Linked DNA regions of Capra hircus: region 1 is linked to region 2. A link is a contact called in public Hi-C data. All regions are on one chromosome and are shown on one strand. Each heading gives the region's core, a stretch centred on a gene start, on an enhancer-like site or on the middle of the called end of the contact. The rest is flanking DNA. Distances are from core to core; before and after follow the strand shown. Region 1 overlaps DENND2A (DENN domain-containing protein 2A). Region 2 holds the start of ADCK2.

Region 1 (2,826 bases), core at 109-2,608, 110 kb before region 2:
TTCCTGAGTCCCCACACCCAGAGATTCTCTTTCAGTCTTCCCCAACCCCCAACCATACATATCTATACACCTAGGTAATTGTTATGTTCCTATCCTTTTGGGGGGCCTTGGACCCTTTCAGATCTGATGTAAACTATGGATTCTTGCCCCCAAAACGAATGGACACACCAAATCTTGGATACAATTTGGTGGACCATGACTTTAGCTAAGAACCCCTAGTACGGGGTGAAAGGTTGACCTCTCCTCATTTTCCTCTTGTCCTTTTCTCGGAAGACTCTTTGCTCCCATCTCCTTAAAGGTCAAGAACCTCTGCCGGGCAGCCCAGGCCCCAGGGTCATTGCCAGGGTCAGAGCACACTCCTTTTGCGTGTTTTCGTAGGGTTCCTGGTGCCACCCAGAGGGAACCCGCCTGGTGGGTTACTAGGCAGTGGGTTGCCGGCGGGGGAGGCCCGAGGCCTGCTTTGAGAGCGTGCCTGTGTTGCCCAAGGCTCTCTTCCCACTGGGGCAGGATGGCGCCCCCTGGAGTGCAGCCTTCTCCCACGCCTCCTGCTTCCTCCCCTCGCTGTAAAAAGTTTTGATGCTCCTTTTTTTCTCACTTTTTATTTTGTGTTGGGGTATAGCCGATTAACAAAGACATGATAGCTTCAGGTGAACAGTGAAAGGACTCAGCCATGCATAAACACGCAGCCATTCTCCCCCAAACTCCCCTCCACCCAGGCTGCCACATAACACTGAGCAGCGTTCTCTGTGCCGTACAGTAGGGCCTTCTTGGTTATCCACTTTAAATATAGCAGTGTGTACACGTCTGTCTCCAGCTCCCTAACTGTCCCTTCCCCCCAATCTCTCCCCCACCTCTCCCAGCAACCATAGGTTCGGTCTCTAAGTCTGTGAGTCTCTTTCCCTTTTGTAAGTTCATTCGATCATGTATGTACCCAACGTTGATGCTGCTTCTTGATGACAACAGAAGCCCCTCCATTCATCCTACATGTGTGGCGTGTACGACTACACATGCTGTTCTGGGCCCTACACGAGATGAGAAAATCTGCAGTAAAATAGGAATGGCCGTGGGTTGCGGACTTTAAGGTGAGCAGCATCATAAACTTTAGGGCCCTAAGAATATTTTATTAACATCTTACGAAGAGAGAGCCTCTTTTTGTGTATACCTGTAGAAGTGGTGGAATCCCGGGCAGGGGCGCGCTCTGCAGCCTCTGAGGGAAAAGAGGCCGTCCAGGAGAATCAGGACCATTTGGGACCACAGGCGTTGGTGACGTGACGACAAGCGGGCTCGGCCAGCAGGTGGCGTCACCGGCCGGGCTGAAAGAGCTGTTCAACCCAGGAAACCAGATCCTGCTGCTGTCCCGTCCTCCTTTCCAGCACAGACCGCACTCCACTCCCTGCAATCCCTTCCCAGAGAGGACTCCCGCCCTGACACCCGCGGCGTGGGGTCTGCAGTGCCCGCGGGTGTTGCCACGGTGTCTCTCCCTTGACCCCCCAATCTGTCCCCAGTTCTGCCCCGGGGAGCATCTCGGTTCCAAGTCCCTGGGGGCAGCTCCTTCCCAGTCTCCTCCCCTTGGCTCCAGCATGAGCTACCAGGCAGGATGAACCCAGGAAAGGTTCATGACACAGGACACGACAGCTGTCTTAGCCTTGGCGTAATAAAAAGAAAACCCAAACACGTTTCTTCTTCTTCTTTTTTAATATCTAAGATTAAAAAAAAATAAACAAACGCCCCGAATCCAACAAACCAAAACAATCCCTCTGAACGTGCCTGGTCCCAGGTCCCATGTCCAATGCTGTTCTGAAGAAGCTGCCTGCCCGCAGCTCTGGGGTCCTGTCCCTGAGGACACCCCAGGGGTGGGCGGAAACCATCCAGGCCTTCATCCCAGCACCTGGGACAACCAAGGACCGGCTTCTCAGGAAGACTGCCAGGACTGTTTTTAAGACGTGGTTGCCCTGGGAGGAAGTTTTCCCTGGATTCTGGGTTGAGGGCTATTTCTTGTGGAGAAACTTCATTTTATTGCCTAAAAAAGAAAACGAGAACATTGCACCAGGCAGACAGAGGAGCCGAGTTAAAATCCTGCCCTTTTCACACCAGCTGTGGTGTGGACAGCTGGGGCTCCCACACCGCCCCCGAGCTTCACCCCAGGGCCCAGGAGAAGTTGGGGGGGATCCCCCTGCCTGCGTGCCCCCTGCTCTCCTCATGCGCCTCCCCTGTGAACAGGGATCTTTTGAAGGGAAGACTGTCAGAGCTGCAGGCTGTCAGTTGCTTCTGAAATGATGACACAGGAAGCACGGACTGTCACGCCTCCCTGGGAGCCCTGAGGGGGACAAACGCAGGCCCAGCCTTGCAGGAGGTCGGTGGTCCCTTCCCAGGCACCAGCCCCCCGGGTGAGGCTCTAAGCGGGGCCGGCCTCACCGCAGCTCTTCCTCACTGGGGCTTGCTCCCTCCCTCTCTCATGCTTTTTGCTTTCTTCTCCTCCTCCATTTCCTAGTAAGGGCCTTTTTTGCCTGGTTAAACTGCAGTCCTTACTGAAATTTTTACATTTCCACTATTCAGCATCATCTGGAGACTGGCCCAGGTCTCTACCTCCAGGCCCCCTTCTCTGGTTCCATTCATCATATTTCTAAGCCCCACTCCCCAAAAGACTGAAGCTGTGGGAGGTAAGACTGAAAGAAGAGCAATGCCGTCAGGGCCCAGGAGGGTAGGGAGAGGGCCGTGTGTCCTTAGCTTCCGCTCCGGGGACAGGGCAGGACAGGAGGGTGGTAAGATGCCAACTGGGCCCAGTGGGGCCTCAGAGGTCAGCGTCATGAGCCCGGCCCCAGTGGC
Region 2 (2,948 bases), core at 317-2,816:
TAGCGCCTCGAGAACTGTGCCCCCCTCCCTGGTAAAGAGGGAGGGGTTATATAGTCTGGCAAGGTACCTGAGAAGGATCAAGGCAACAGTCTTGCATTCTTCTTCTGCAAAGTTTCAAAAGGGTGAGGTTGCTGACAAGGTTAGGGTGTGCAGCGGCTTGGATGGTTAGGTCTCCTAATTCTTGAATACCCTTTAATCGTGCCTCAGGTGGTTTCCTGGCTGCTCCTCCCTTGATTAGCAACTGTTCTGCCCTTTGGGACTCAGAGAAGGTCATGGAGGCTGGAGTCTTGCCTACAAGAAATGGGGGACAAAGAGACCTTCATGTCCAGGAGCCCCGCAGGGCATCGTCCCCATTGTTCCCTTCTTTCATGGTGAGATCTTCCTCAAAAGTGATGAGCCTGCAAGGTCAGGATGTGTGTTTCCATGTTCCCAGGACCTCGCACGGTAGATATTATTGAGCCTCGATAAATATTAGATGGAGTTTAAGAAATATAGACTTGGTTGAATGAATGATCACTCTTTCCGGAGCCACAGCCCCGGGTTCAAACACGTTCCCCAAATCAGGGCAGCCTGGGAATCTCGCTGTCCAAGGACAACACCCCCCACCCAGCTCCTCCCACCACCCTCCCGGTCCCGCTCAGTTGAAAACCAGACCTGTGTTCAGGAACCGGCTATCAATATCCCCGGCATTCCAGCGTTTCCACGCTCTTTGTAAGGAAAGCTACAATGTCATTGGAGAGACAGAGGCACAGTGGAGAGACCGGGTGTGGAGGGCGCCTTTGGCGTTAATTCTATTTGTGGGACCCCAGGACCCGAGGGCCGGGTGAATCTCTGCCGGAGTCTGGGTCGCGTTCGCTTTAAAGGGGCGGTTCCCGAGCCGGCGGGCGGGCGGTCCCGGAAGACGCGCTTCGCGCGGCCTGGGCTTCGGGATCCCTGCTCCCCGGCCCCCCCGGGTCCGGATCCCCGGTCCTCGGACCCCCGGCCCCTCTGGGTCCCGATCTCCGGTACTCCGCTCCGTGACCCTCCGCTCCCCTTCCCCGCCCCTGGCGCCCAGACCTCCAGTGCCCTTGGGACCTCGGCTCTCTGGAGCCCCCACCCGACTCCTCCCCACCGCGCGCTCGCTGCCCTGGTCCTCGACCATCGCGCTGCCCCCGCCCCCGGCCCCAGCTCTCCACCCCTCGCCTTATCTGGTTCTTCCTGACCCCCATCAGGCTCTCCGCACCGCGGCCCTCCGATCGGTGCCCCTCGCGCCCCTCTCCGCGCAGCCCTGCTGCGTCCTGGCCCTCGGCGGGTGCACTCTGGCGCCGGCGGGCGTGCGCGGTGACCCTGCGGTCGCCCGGCTCCGTCTCCGCCCGCGCGGCCACCTCGCGCAGGTCACGTCCCTGTCCTGAGGACTGCACACGGGCGGCCAGGTCTGCGCGCCCCCTTCATCTCGCTGCTGCCCCGCTGTTAAACGGAATACTCAGCGGAGGCCCGGACTCATGTCATCCTTGCGGAAAGAAGGAACATAGATGGGCCCTCCTTAAGTGGAGGCAGGCAGCCGAGGCCGTGACCTCTGGGAGAGGATGGTGACCCCCTGGCGCTTCTCTCTCAGGGTCTGCTTGGCGCACTTGAGAGGTTTTGCGCTCAGAAAGGAACTCGGCCTTCTGAGACCCTCTGGGGGCTGTCGCAAGGCTAGACTCTGTTGGCTTCTGCTTGGCACTTTGCCCAAACTCGTCTCCACCTGTGAGGACATTGGCAAGGGGGCTCCGGAGAGCGTACGTCGACAGACCACCAGTTGGAGTGACCTGGCTGAAAATGGGCCGCTGGAAAGAGTCCCTACGGAGGGGCGGCTGGGCTGGCTCCTCCTGCACGTGCGCATCTGGCTCAGAGCAGGGGCTCTCTTGGTGAAATTCTTCCCCCTCCTCCTGCTCTACCCCCTCACCTATCTGGCTCCCAGTGTCTCCAGTCTCTGGCTCCACCTGCTTCTGAAAGCCACCGAGACCTCGGGCCCCACCTACATCAAGCTGGGCCAATGGGCCAGCACTCGGCGGGATCTCTTCTCAGAGGCGTTCTGCGCCCAGTTCTCCAGGCTGCACGTCCAGGTGTCGCCCCATCCTTGGACTCACACCGAACACTTCCTGCGCCAGGCCTTTGGGGAGGATTGGGAGAGGGTCCTCTTCTTTGAGAAGCAGGAGCCAGTGGGTTCCGGCTGCGTGGCCCAAGTGTACAAAGCGCGAGCCAATCCTGCCTTCCTGGAGAACGACAGCATCCAGAGACTGGCTACGGCCTCCAGACTGCAGCTCTCCTCGGAAACTGGGGCAGCTGGGGGGCTGGGCGAGCTCTCTGGACGCCTGGAGAAGGCGGGGAGGCCTCAAGAGAGTCTTGCCGACCAGTCGTTTGTAGAAAGGCTGCTCTTCCCTAAAGCGGACCTGGTTGGATCCAATGCATCCTTGTCTCAGGCTTCAGGGACCGCCCATGAACAGGAGCCAGATCACCTCGTCCCCGTGGCCGTGAAAGTAAGTGTTCTGATGTTTGCAGCCAGGCCTCCCATCTCTAAAACCTCACCAACTCCATGGGGCTACCCAGGTCAGGATACAACCCTTTGCAAATTACCCCACGGTGCCTTCCGTTGATTTCTTTCACCTTGACCATTATCTGAGTACCTGTGACACACAAGCTGTTTGATTTCTTGGCTTGAAGGAGAGTGATGCGAATGGCCTGAAAAAGGAAGATGAAGAGGCTGTGGAGTTGGCTGTCTCTGCGGGGGGAGGACCCATCATCCATCCAGCTGACCTCTTGGCTCTGGGGTCAGGATAAATGGAAGACAGACTAGGTTAGGTGTTACTGTGGCAAGTCCAAGAGGGCAGCGTTCATTTTTACATCAGCTTCCTTCTCGGTTCATTTCCAGTTACCCCTGCCCGGCTCCATCATCTCTCCTCTCCACACCTTTCCATCCCTGATCCGAA

Evidence for each region. A called contact is a pair of places that touch in the nucleus more often than the background predicts.
Region 1: a contact with region 2 is called in a Hi-C map of blood, with 2.1 times the contacts expected there. The contact joins the enhancer-like site here to the promoter of ADCK2 in region 2. A contact is called at or near these places in 3 of 5 Hi-C or Micro-C datasets (all in blood).

Annotation. Positions count from the first base shown.
Region 1 is chr4:16,535,108-16,537,933 of ARS1.2, reverse strand. DENND2A (DENN domain-containing protein 2A) reads right to left here. Exons shown (of 19, transcript XM_018046863.1): 19 at 1,677-2,020. The coding sequence ends at 1,989. Among named protein-coding and RNA genes, the nearest start is that of MKRN1, 39 kb to the left of the region's middle. Within about 2 kb of position 1,358, at least 3 of the 5 cell types and tissues checked have an H3K27ac peak or open chromatin away from gene starts, as enhancers often do.
Region 2 is chr4:16,421,542-16,424,489 of ARS1.2, reverse strand. ADCK2 reads left to right here and starts at 1,566. Exons shown (of 8, transcript XM_005679526.3): 1 at 1,566-2,498. The coding sequence starts at 1,566.